2 separate regions of the Hordeum vulgare genome follow, and region 2 is linked to region 1. Evidence: chromatin contacts called from public Hi-C data. All regions are on one chromosome and are shown on one strand. The core of a region is the stretch at or near the end of the contact, and the rest is flanking DNA. Distances in the headings are between cores, read along the strand shown. Region 1 holds the start of LOC123428118. Region 2 holds the start of LOC123428120 (D-3-phosphoglycerate dehydrogenase 1, chloroplastic-like).

What was found. Hi-C and Micro-C count contacts between places; a contact is called where the count stands out from the background.
Region 2: a contact with region 1 is called in a Hi-C map of seedling, with 1.6 times the contacts expected there. The contact joins the promoter of LOC123428120 here to the promoter of LOC123428118 in region 1. A contact is called at or near these places in 2 of 6 Hi-C or Micro-C datasets (leaf and seedling).

Annotation. Positions count from the first base shown.
Region 1 is chr2H:633,223,264-633,228,903 of MorexV3_pseudomolecules_assembly, reverse strand. It overlaps LOC123428118, which reads right to left and starts at 1,491. Exons shown (of 3, transcript XM_045112286.1): 1 at 203-1,491; 2 at 1-98. The coding sequence starts at 1,138.
Region 2 is chr2H:633,394,900-633,400,662 of MorexV3_pseudomolecules_assembly, reverse strand. It overlaps LOC123428120 (D-3-phosphoglycerate dehydrogenase 1, chloroplastic-like), which reads left to right and starts at 1,331. Exons shown (of 5, transcript XM_045112288.1): 1 at 1,331-2,002; 2 at 2,517-2,893; 3 at 2,997-3,107; 4 at 3,203-3,298; 5 at 3,384-4,279. The coding sequence starts at 1,405. The coding sequence ends at 4,055. LOC123428119 (alpha-N-acetylglucosaminidase-like) reads right to left here. Exons shown (of 19, transcript XM_045112287.1): 17 at 5,750-5,763; 18 at 5,412-5,490; 19 at 4,758-5,340. The coding sequence ends at 5,048.

The DNA of each region.
Region 1 (5,640 bases), core at 242-2,741:
CTCAGATCACATTCAGGGAAGATATTGGAAAGCACCACATCCGTCAGGTTTTTGAACATAGCAGTAAGCCCCTTTGGATGTTCGGGCTGAATCCAAATCTGCAACAAGGAGAGGAACACAAATAGACAGATGAAATTGGTAGAGAAGACCATATGATCTGTGTGCAGAAGAAATTTATATGACGCATAGAAATTAGCTTTACCATTTGGTGGCCAAAATTAAGATGCAATTTTGACAGGTTCGTTGCACTCCTTGACAAGCACTCGCTCAGCATGAATGGAGCCTGCAACACCTTGGCCTGACGAATGAGGCTGACTTCACAAAGCTCTGGAACATAGCCGAAGCAAACTGGAGGGTTGTCTAAGCACCAGTGGTAGTGCACTTTACTGAGCTTGGGGACATGGATGAGCTCAATCCGCGCGCACACAAAGTGGATGAACTCGAGCTCCTGGAGTCCAGAACAGGGTGTATCAATTCTGAGTGTGGAGTGCTGATGAGCTAGTCTGCAGGATCTCAGGGTAAGGCACTTGAGCTTATCGCAAGCGCTAATGAGGTCGGTGACATCAGAGTCCCCGAAGGCAAGGCCCTTGAGGAATAGCCTTGTGAGACACCGGAAAGCGACCTTGTAGGCGCGGGAGAAGGACATGAATGTCTGCCCAAACTCGACGAGCTGACGGACAGCGTACTCCGCGGGCAGCAGGGATATCCGAAATTCGAGGGAATTGATGTTGCCACAGCTGACAACGTCCTCAACGGCGCGGCCGATGGAGCTCAGATGAGGGGCCGAAGGGTAGAAGCAGAGGCGGAGGGCCTTGATGGCACAGCTGCGCGGGCTTTCGCGGTTGCTATCGGCCGAAGGGCATACGGAGAGGAAAGCGCCCACGAACGCGTCCATGGTCTCGGCCAGCGTGGCGCGGCGGAAGCTGCGGATGCCGAGTGCCAAGAGCGAGAGCTGGTGAGGGAGGCGCCGCCACCGCGTGGAGACCGCGCCGGCGCGAACCGCGTCACGCAAGTCAAGGCGCTCGAGGATTAGGAGGAGGAGTTCGTCGGGGAGCGCGCTGATCCTGTCTTCATCTCGGGTGACGTTGAGATTGAGCAGCGGCGACTCCATGTCCATTGTTGGGATTGGGAGGCCCATTGATGGAGGGAAACCCTAGCTAGCTAACCAATGGCGAGATGCGCCCAAGGCGGCGGCCTACTTCACTCCGCTTACCACCTCCCGCCGGCAGATCTGAAACATCGCGCGGCCAGATGGATGGATGGATGGATCCAACTCCCGCCGCCGCCGCCTCCTCCTCCTACTCTTGGATCCATCTCCGGCGTGCTGCCGCTAGTCGCTGGGATGCATGATTAGATTTGGATTTGGTGGTTGCTTCGATCGTTGGAGCGTCGCATTGGAGTTGGACTAGATTAGTGCTGTAGCAATACTAGCGAGTGAGTGGATGTGGATTGGTTCCCCCCGGCGGCCGAATTTGTGCGGAGAGACGCAAGGAGCAGGGCAAAGGAAGGGGATGGGACAAGGGCACCCGACCATACCTGGCCAAACGGTTGGGCCGTGCCGTGCCGGCCCACGTGCCCGGGGTGCCGACCCAGGCACGGCACGCGGGGTAAACGTGCTGGCTCGAGGCACGGCCCGGTTTGACATGCTGGCTCGATTACACTATTTTTTTTTCTTTTATTGTAAAACAGACCAAAAAATCTTAAAAGAAACTAAAAAATATGAATTTTAACAGAGTATTACATGAGATAATTCTAGAATTTTATTAGCGTAGGTCTTATTAAAACCTTCCATTCTATAAAAGTAAAAGAGTACAAGTCATCCTTTAAAAATAGTAAAAGATTAAAACATGAAGAAAGGAAAAAAGTTACAAAAATAGGAGTACATTACATGTCATGCTCTAGAAATCCTCCAACCTTGCGCCGCAAGTATAGCCGCCGCCTCCGTCGCCTCCTTCATGTGTGTCGTCTTGTGCCTCATCAGATGGCCGATTCTCACATTTTGTTTCACGAGCAACTTCTTACTGCATTGATTGCACTTTGCGAAAAACTAGGCGAGACCATCCTCATCTCTAACAAATTCTTCATCGTAGTAACTCCAAATAGTACCACGACCGTGTGATCTCACAAGACCCTGAAGAAAGTTTTAATTTGCATCATTCATGTTTGTATGTGTAAAATGAGATGGAGTTTGAGACTTTGAGTGTGAGAAATGAGAGAGTGGGCATCCTTTTTATAGCCAAAAAATGGCACGTTAGGCACGAAAAATAACTAATTAAGAGTTTAAGACAATGTACGATTTGGAATAAATCTTGAGCTTTATTAGTGGCTGCCTCATTACAACCTTCCATCCTTGGAAAGTAAAAGAGTATAAATCCACGCTCTAGAATGACAAAAAGGAAAGAAAAATACAAAAGAAATAAAAAAGGACTACACTACGCCAATGATCTACCGACAGGTCGATGACGAGTCTTCGTCAAAGCCCATATCTTCAAACATGGCTAGCAGTTCCATGTGTTTTCTGCAGTGTGTTGGGCTCTCCTTCTTGATAACTCCCCATCTTTCACGGACATTGATACGTCTCAAACGTATCTATAATTTTTGATGGTTTTATGTTGTTATCTTATCAACTTTGGATGTTTTGTTTACCTTTTATATCTTTTTTGGGACTAACTTATTAACTCAGTGCCAAGTGCCAGGTCCTGTTTTTTCTGTGTTTTTGACTCTTTTCAGATCTGATTTTGGGACTAAATGATTTTTTTTCCAGAACGGAAGAAGATCGGGAGGCCTGAGGGCCAAGCAAGTGGGCCCACAGGGAGCCCACAAGCCCTGTTGCCGTGGCCAGGGGGAGGCCGCAGCAACCAAGGTTGTGCCCCCCCTGGCGCTCCCCTGCCCTAGGTCTTTGGCCTATAAATTCCCTAAAAATTCAGAAAAAATCAGGGCGTCCACGAAAACACTTTTCCGCCGCCGCAAGCTTCCATTTCCACGAGATCTCATCTGGAGACCCTTCCCGGTGCCCTGTCGGAGGGGACTTTGGAGTTGGAGGGCTTCTTCATCAATATCATCGCCCCTCCAATGACTCGTGAGTAGTTCACTTCAGACTTACGGGTCCGTAGTTAGTAGCTAGATGGTTCTTCTCTCTCTTGGATCTTCAATACAAAGTTCTCCATGATCTTCATGGAGATCTATCCGATGTAATCCTCTTTGGCGGTGTGTTTGTCGAGATCCAATGAATTGTGGATTTGTGATCAGATTATCTATGATATATATTTGAGTCTTTGCTGATTTCTTATATGCATGATTTGATATCCTTGTAAGTCTCTCCGAGTCTTGGGTTTTGTTTGGCCAACTAGATCTTGCAATGGGAGAAGTGCTTGGTTTTGGGTTCATATCGTGTGGTGACCTTTCCCAGTGACAGAAAGGGCAGCAAGGCACACATCATGTTGTTGCCATCAAGGGTAACAAGATGGGCTTTGTCGTAGATATGAGATTGTCCATCTACATCATGTCATCTTGCTTAAGGCGTTACTCTGTTCTCATGAACTTAATACACTAGATGCATGCTGGATAGCGGTCGACGTGTGGAGTAATAGTAGTAGATGCAGAAAGTATCGGTCTTCTTGTTTTGGACGTGATGCCTATAGATATAATCATTGCCATAGATAACGTCACGATGTTGCGCGGTTCTATCAATTTCTCGACAGTAATTCGTTCACCCACCTTCTACTTGCTTTCATGAGAGAAGCCACTAGTGAACACTACGGCCCCGGGGTCTATTCACACCTATCGTTTCCACCTTCGCTTTTACTTTGCTTTGTTACTTTGTTGCTTTCAGTTCTCACTTGGCAAACAATCTATAAGGGATTGACAACCCCTTCATAGTGCTGGGAGCAAGCTTTTTGTGTTTGTGGAGGTACTTGTGATACTCCTTCACTGAATTGGTACCATTCCGTTGATAGAAGAAGTTAGAATGGTACAAGATGTGGTACAACACATGACACGGACACAAGGGCATAGCACATGATGTCTGAAGCAGAGGGACATGGGATGCTCGATCCAAAAAGAAAAAAAACAGAACTAAACTCGCCATCCTGAAAAGTATCACAAACCAAACGACACAACACCAACATCTCTAGATCCATAATCGACGACGCCGCGAGCAACCAAGACAACGCCTTCATGAAGGAGAATGACACCAAGATAATCGGACCTAGGGTTTCCACTGATGCTCGAAGATGGGCACACATAATGACCGTGCCAGCACCTCCCGAAAGGGGACGACAGCCGCGAGTGTCGCCGCTGGCAACAAAAGATGCGGGGATTTCGTCCTGGCCAGAGTCTGAGCAATCCCAAGCCAACAGATCACGAACCGGAGAATAGGAAGTCGGGCATAGGCCTGGACCACGACCATAATAAGTGGAGCGACGCCAGACACGCGAGCAACAAAGCGGTAGAGGGATGGACGGGGCACGGAGGTGGGCGACTAGGTGGTTGGGTGAAATGAGAGACACTGGATGATGTGATGGTGGTCGGAGGCCCGAGCAACCTGGGATTCGGACGATGGCGCAGATCCGGGTCGCCGGGTCCGAAGCGGCGAGGACTCCAATGACCCCAATGAGACAGAAGAGGGCGCAGCTCCTAAAGCACACCGAAATCAAAGACGTGTTGGGATGGACGACCAACCAAGGCACCAACATGGTGGGGTGCGAAGACGTCTAGGCGTCGGTGTGCCAACGTAGCCGGAAGGATCACATTGTTGGGGAACGTTGCATGGGAAACAAAAAATTTCCTACGCACACGCAATACCTATCCATGGTAATGATCATCTACGAGAGAAAAGTTTGGATCCACATACCCTTGTAGATCGCTAAACGGAAGCGAATATAACGCGGTTGATGTAGTCGAACATCTTCGCGATCCAAATCATAGTCCGTCCCGCGATCCCATCACGATCTGTCCCGCGATTCCATCACGATCCATCCCGACCTAGTGTCGAACGGACGTCACCTCCGTGTTCAGCACACGTACAGCTCGATGATGTCCTCGCCTTCTTGATCCAGCAAGAGGGGTGAAGTAGTAGATAAGTTCTGGCAGCACGATGGTGTTGGGGAACGTCGATGGGAAACAAAAATTTTCCTACGCGCACGAAGACCTATCATGGTGATGTCCATCTACGAGAGGGGATTTCCGATCCACGTACCCTTGTAGATCGCACAGCAGAAGCGTTAGTGAACGCGGTTGATGTAGTGGAACGTCCTCACGTCCCTCGATCCGCCCCGCGAACCGTCCCATGAACCGTCCCGCGGTCCGTCCCATGATCCGCTTCGATCTAGTGCCGAACGGACGGCACCTCCGCGTTCAGCACACGTACAGCTCGACGATGATCTTGGCCTTCTTGATCCAGCAAGAGAGACGGAGAGGTAGATGAGTTCTTCGGCAGCGTGACGGCGCTCCGGAGGTTGGTGGTGATCTAATCTCAGCAGAGCTCCGCCCGAGCTCCGCAGAAACGCGATCTAGAGGTAAAACCGTGGAGGTATGTGGTCGGGCTGCCGTGGCAAAAGTTGTCTCAAATCAGCCCTAAAACCCCACTATATATAGGAGGGGGGAGGGGAGGAGCCAGCCTCAAAACCTAAAGGTTTGGCC
Region 2 (5,763 bases), core at 82-2,581, 170 kb before region 1:
CTGGACATCATTGTTAGGCTACTAATTATCATTGTTAAGTTCTCATGATTTCTTGAGGCAATTGCTCGGATCCATTTTGAACAGTTTTGGTAATGCAGTTGCTTGGTTTTGCTAGGACAACTGCTTCAATTGTTTTTGCTAGAACACTTTTACATTTTGTGTTTCTTTGTACTTGAGTTGTTTTGGATTTTTGCTAGAATAGATAAGTTGCGTGGGGTCAGATAGTTGTCCACAAAGGCTATTCAAGTTGGTCATACGCTTTTCCTGCCTAAAGTAGACAATCCGAGTAGTAATGCTAGGAAAAATTGCTTGGTTTTGCTAGGACATTTTTTTCATTTTTTTAGTAAAGTTAGACGACTGAGCACTAATAATAGGTAAATAATTATCAAAAGCAGGCAATTGGGTATCAATGGTAGGTCAATTTTATAGTATTGTACGTAAATGGGCATCAATAGTAGGCAATTGAGCATCCACGGTAGGCAACTGATGAAACACGATACGTAAGTTGGGATAATGTTAGCAATGAAGTTGCTTATATGTAACATAAAAGGTGCCTCATGCTGTGTATGGTTTTCTCATTTTTACACTAACCAACCTAATATGCAGACCTACTAGGCAAAAATTGATGTTGCTTTCCTATAGTAGTAAAGTTGCCTCCATCATATCCAAAGCTGTCTAATAAACGGAATCTATCAATATGAGATGTAGTTTTAAAAAACTCGTCAGAAGAAACCCAGCTGTGTAAACGAAACTGGAATTTGACGCTGAAATAAAAAAATTATATATGTTTAAACTTTTTGGATTCCAAATAAATGCACGCGTGGACACGTTTTTCTTTTCTAATAAACTGTGTAGGACACATCGGTCGACATCTCTTTTCATATTGAAAGTGCGTTTGATCTTACCAACAGACGCTCCAGCGCCCGCTAGCCACGTTCTTAATATATTCCCTTTTTTAGAAAAGTTATATTCCCTTCGTTTTAAAATAAATGTCTCGACTTTGTATTATATGTAGTATTAAGTTTAAGATAGTTATTTTAAGATTGAGGGAATATGAAATCTACAATCACCTGTCAAAACGTGGAAGAATTCGATCGCATGTTTTTTTCCAAGGCAACAATAGAAACAAGTTTCGTTACATTCTTCTCAAAAAAAAATACAAAAGAGTTTCGTTACATCGGCAACGGCGGTTGGAGCCCGGAGCCTCAACCAGATGCGGTTTGCCACTTCGCCTCTTCAATCAGCCTTGGTAGGTGGCTCGCTGCAACACCCGCACTCACTCCCACCCCCGCTATAAATCAAAAGCGCCGCACACCCACCCACCAAATCACCAGCGTCACGACAGCCCACCACAGAGCCCATTCCCCCACCCCCGCACCCACCCCCAAAACCCCAAACCCCACCATGGCGGCGCCGTCCCCGACCACCGCCGCCGCCGCCATCACCACCCACCACCGCGTCCTCCTCCCCGCCCGCGCCTCCCTCTCCCCCGCCCCGTCCTCCGCCCTCCGCATCCCCGCCCGCGCCGCCCGCGCCAACCGCGGCCGCATCTGCGTCTCCGCGCCCGCGGCCCCCGCCGCGTCGACCGCGTCCCCGCCCGCTTCCGCCGCGGTGGCCGTCGAGGGCAAGCCCACGGTGCTCGTGGCCGAGAAGCTGGGCGCCGCGGGGCTGGCGCTGCTCCGGGAGTTCGCCAACGTCGACTGCTCCTACGGCCTCTCCCCCGAGGAGCTCCGGGCCAAGATCTCGCTCTGCGACGCGCTCATCGTGCGCTCCGGCACCAAGGTCGGCCGCGACGTCTTCGAGGCCTCCGGCGGCCGGCTCCGCGTCGTCGGCCGCGCGGGCGTCGGGATCGACAACGTCGATCTCGCCGCCGCCACCGAGCATGGCTGCCTCGTCGTCAACGCTCCCACCGCCAACACCGTCGCCGCCGCCGAGCACGGCATCGCGCTCATGTGCGCCATGGCCCGGAACGTCGCCCAGGCCGACGCATCGCTCAAGGCTGGTGAGCTTTTTTTACCCTTCGATCTGAATTCCGCAAGACTTCTTCTCACTCGTTGTGGGAAAGCACCTACCATCTCTGTATCGTGCAGACGTGCGCTCATGTCTAGTTTATTAATAGATATGGAGTATATTTTTACTTATATGATGTTAATTATTTTCTGAGATGCCGAATCTTGGGAGGATACTTTCAGCAGAAAACAATCATCATTGTTTATCCCTTCGATTCGGTGCTTGATCTGAAATGACATCTCAGGCTTGGTGCGTGCAAATCAGGAACTATTGAGCAGTATTATGGAGATCATGCTTACAGCCTCTCTTGTAAACAGGATCTGGCCAATTATCTACAAATAGAATCAGCAATGCTACGCACAGTGTTCTAGCAGTCATAGTGATCTTGTCACCACTTTTACTAATGCTTCAGGACAATTTGATGCATCTCTTATGAAATTGTTCGTTGATGTTTATCTAGCTGCAGTATTTTTTCTACCTCGATTGCTGACTTGACTCCTGTGTAGGTAAATGGGCGCGCACCAAGTATGTCGGTGTGTCTCTTGTTGGCAAAACTCTCGCCATCCTTGGATTTGGAAAGGTTGGGTCAGAGGTCGCACGTCGCGCCAAAGGTCTAGGAATGCACGTGATTGCACACGATCCATATGCTTCTGCTGATCGTGCTCGTGCAATTGGAGTTGACCTAGTGAGCATGGAAGAGGCTATGACCACTGCCGACTTCATCTCGTTGCATATGCCCCTCACCCCTTCAACAAACAAGATGCTCAACGATGAAGCATTTGCCAAGATGAAGAAGGGTGTTCGGATTATAAATGTTGCACGTGGTGGTGTGATTGATGAAGATGCTCTAGTCAGGGCTCTTGATGCGGGAATTGTTGCACAGGTCTGTTCAGTGCTCTTCCCTTTGGTACTTCATGACTGGCTAAATTCTCTGCAGTTGTTTTAGTCAAGTCTCGCTTATATATTTATATCTGTATATATGCCAGGCTGCTCTTGATGTGTTCACCAAAGAGCCTCCAGCAGCAGACAGCAAGTTAGTGCTACATGAGAATGTTACTGTGACTCCGCATCTTGGTGCCAGCACAGTGGAAGCACAGGTATGTTGAATTAGCGCAGAGACATTGTGATGACTTTTATTTAGGTTCTAGTATTATCTAAGCTACCAAAGTGCTGAACACCTCAAATTCCATAGGAAGGAGTGGCTATCGAAATAGCTGAAGCTGTCACTGGAGCTCTGAAAGGGGAGCTTGCAGCTTCTGCGGTCAATGCACCAATGGTTCCTGCTGAGGTACCAATCTCTTGTTCTTTGTTGACTCCCAACCTATTCTTTTGTGCATCTGGACTCTGTCTTTACATCCTTGTGTTTCATACAGGTGTTGTCAGAGCTTGCACCTTATGTTGTTCTCGCTGAAAAGCTTGGGCGCCTTGCTGTCCAGCTAGTTGCTGGCGGTGGCGGTATCAAGTCTGTGAAGGTGACCTATGCATCCGCAAGGGCTCCTGATGATCTCGACACGAGACTTCTCCGTGCGATGATCACCAAGGGTGTGATAGAACCAATCTCTGACGTCTTCGTCAATCTGGTCAATGCTGACTTCACTGCAAAGCAGAGGGGCATCCGTGTCAGCGAGGAGAAAATCGTGATGGATGGCTCACCCGAGACACCGCTCGAGTATATCCAGGTCCAGATAGCCAATGTGGAGTCCAAATTCCCCAGTGCGATATGTGACTCCGGATTTGTCACGGTAGAGGGGAGGGTGAAGGATGGCATCCCCCACCTTACCAAGGTCGGTGCATTCGAGGTGGATGTGAGCATGGAGGGCAGCCTGATCCTGTGCAGGCAGGTCGACCAGCCCGGCATGATCGGGTCGGTCGGAAGCGTTCTGGGCGAGGAGAATGTCAACGTCAGCTTCATGAGCGTTGGTAGGATCGCTCCCCGCAAGACGGCTATCATGGCGATCGGTGTTGATGAGGAGCCCAGCAAGACCACGCTGACCAAGATTGGTGAGATCCCCGCGATCGAGGAGTTCGTCTTCCTCAAGCTCTAGGCGTGACATGTATGTTTTGATTTGAAATTTTGATGTAGCTAGCGGCTGGTTGGTTGATCAGGGGTTTAGGTGTCGGATGGTCGTCGTGGGTGGAATAAGTTTGTTCGTGGGGATTCTTGTGGTGGTGCTCTAGTTTGGTTTGGTGTTTTGGTTAATCCATCTTATGTTTCAGCATAATGCTATTAATTAATAATGAGGTCTCTGTCGATGCTTTCTCTGCTTTACTTTCTGAACAATGCTTCTTATGCCTGTGCCGTTCTAATCTGTTTGCAAGGGCAAAGGGGAGAGTTGCTTACTTCCATGCTTTGTCCCGAATTATTTGTCTTGGATTTGTCTAGATATAGATGAATCTGACATATTTTAATGTTAGATACATCCACATCTATAAATATAAATTACTTGACACGTTGTAATGTTAGACGGATCTATCTATAAAAATCGAAGACAAATATTTTGTGACGTTTTAATGTTAGATACATTCATATCTAATTTTTTTTCTAAGACAAGTATTTTGAGATGGATGTCTAGATTCAGCCAGATCCATAAAAATCGAAGACAAATATTTTGTGACGTTTTAATGTTAGATACATTCATATCTAATATTTTTTCTAAGACAAGTATTTTGAGATGGATGTCTAGATTCAGCCGTATCTAAACAAATCCAAAACAAGTAATTCAGAGGTAATATCTGACAGAGCCGAGTTTAGGCCACCTCAATTTCTTTCGGAAATGGGTACGAGTCAATCTGTAGTAGTAACACAGCTGAAGTAACAACAGGGATGGTATTTTGGTTCCCAGCTTTATGATTACATACCAGTCAAACCGGACACAAAACTAACGGTATGTTTCATCGTGCAATCAGATCATGGAGCGAAAAATCACTGACCCAAACACCCAACCGTTTGATGAACTCTACCTCGGCCACTCTAGCTAAAACATCCCATCTGATCTCCTATAAATGTCTTACAGAAACATACCCAGGAGCTTGAAATTTACAAGCTTATAGGCTTTACAAATGAGTCCATACCATCTAGCCCAAGTGAATCGGCGTTGCGCAGGTACTTGGTGAAAAGGGCCCGGGAGATGTTTAGAGCGTCTCCGGTGGCCGTTGTCGCAAAGACCTTCCTGTCGCTCTGCCAGTTGTTGGTGAGGCTGATCCACTCCCTCCTCCACTCTTCCAGCGCAAAAGGTTCCTTCTTCTTCAAGCTTGATATCAGGTGCTTGAAGTAGATGGCGGCCCTTGGCCCGTAGTAGTCCCGCAGCAGGCCGCTCCAGTACTTGTTTGCTGCATCGTCGGAACTTGTTAAAAAGGAACACGGAGAAGTGGGCGGAAGGGTGTCACGTGATGTGTCTTACCGTAGTCGCGTAGCAAGCTTGCTTTTGTTTCGGTGTTGTCGAACCACATCGTAATCTGGGTTCGAGCATTCCATTCATACTGCACCCGTTTGAAAGCAGTTGAATGTCAGCAATGAACAAAAAATACATGAGCTTTTGGAATAATAAGATTTGTATATACAATAGCATTGCATGACAAGATCAAAGCTTAATACCTAATGGCCTAGTACCCACAATGATCTACAACAGAATTGGTCTACCTAGCAGTTTTGACTCGTTTAGCCTTGGTTACCATCAAGCAGGTAAGGGCGAAACCATCCAGTACTTAAAAGGAATGTCAAAAGATAAAAAGGTAATACCTGTATCTCTTGTT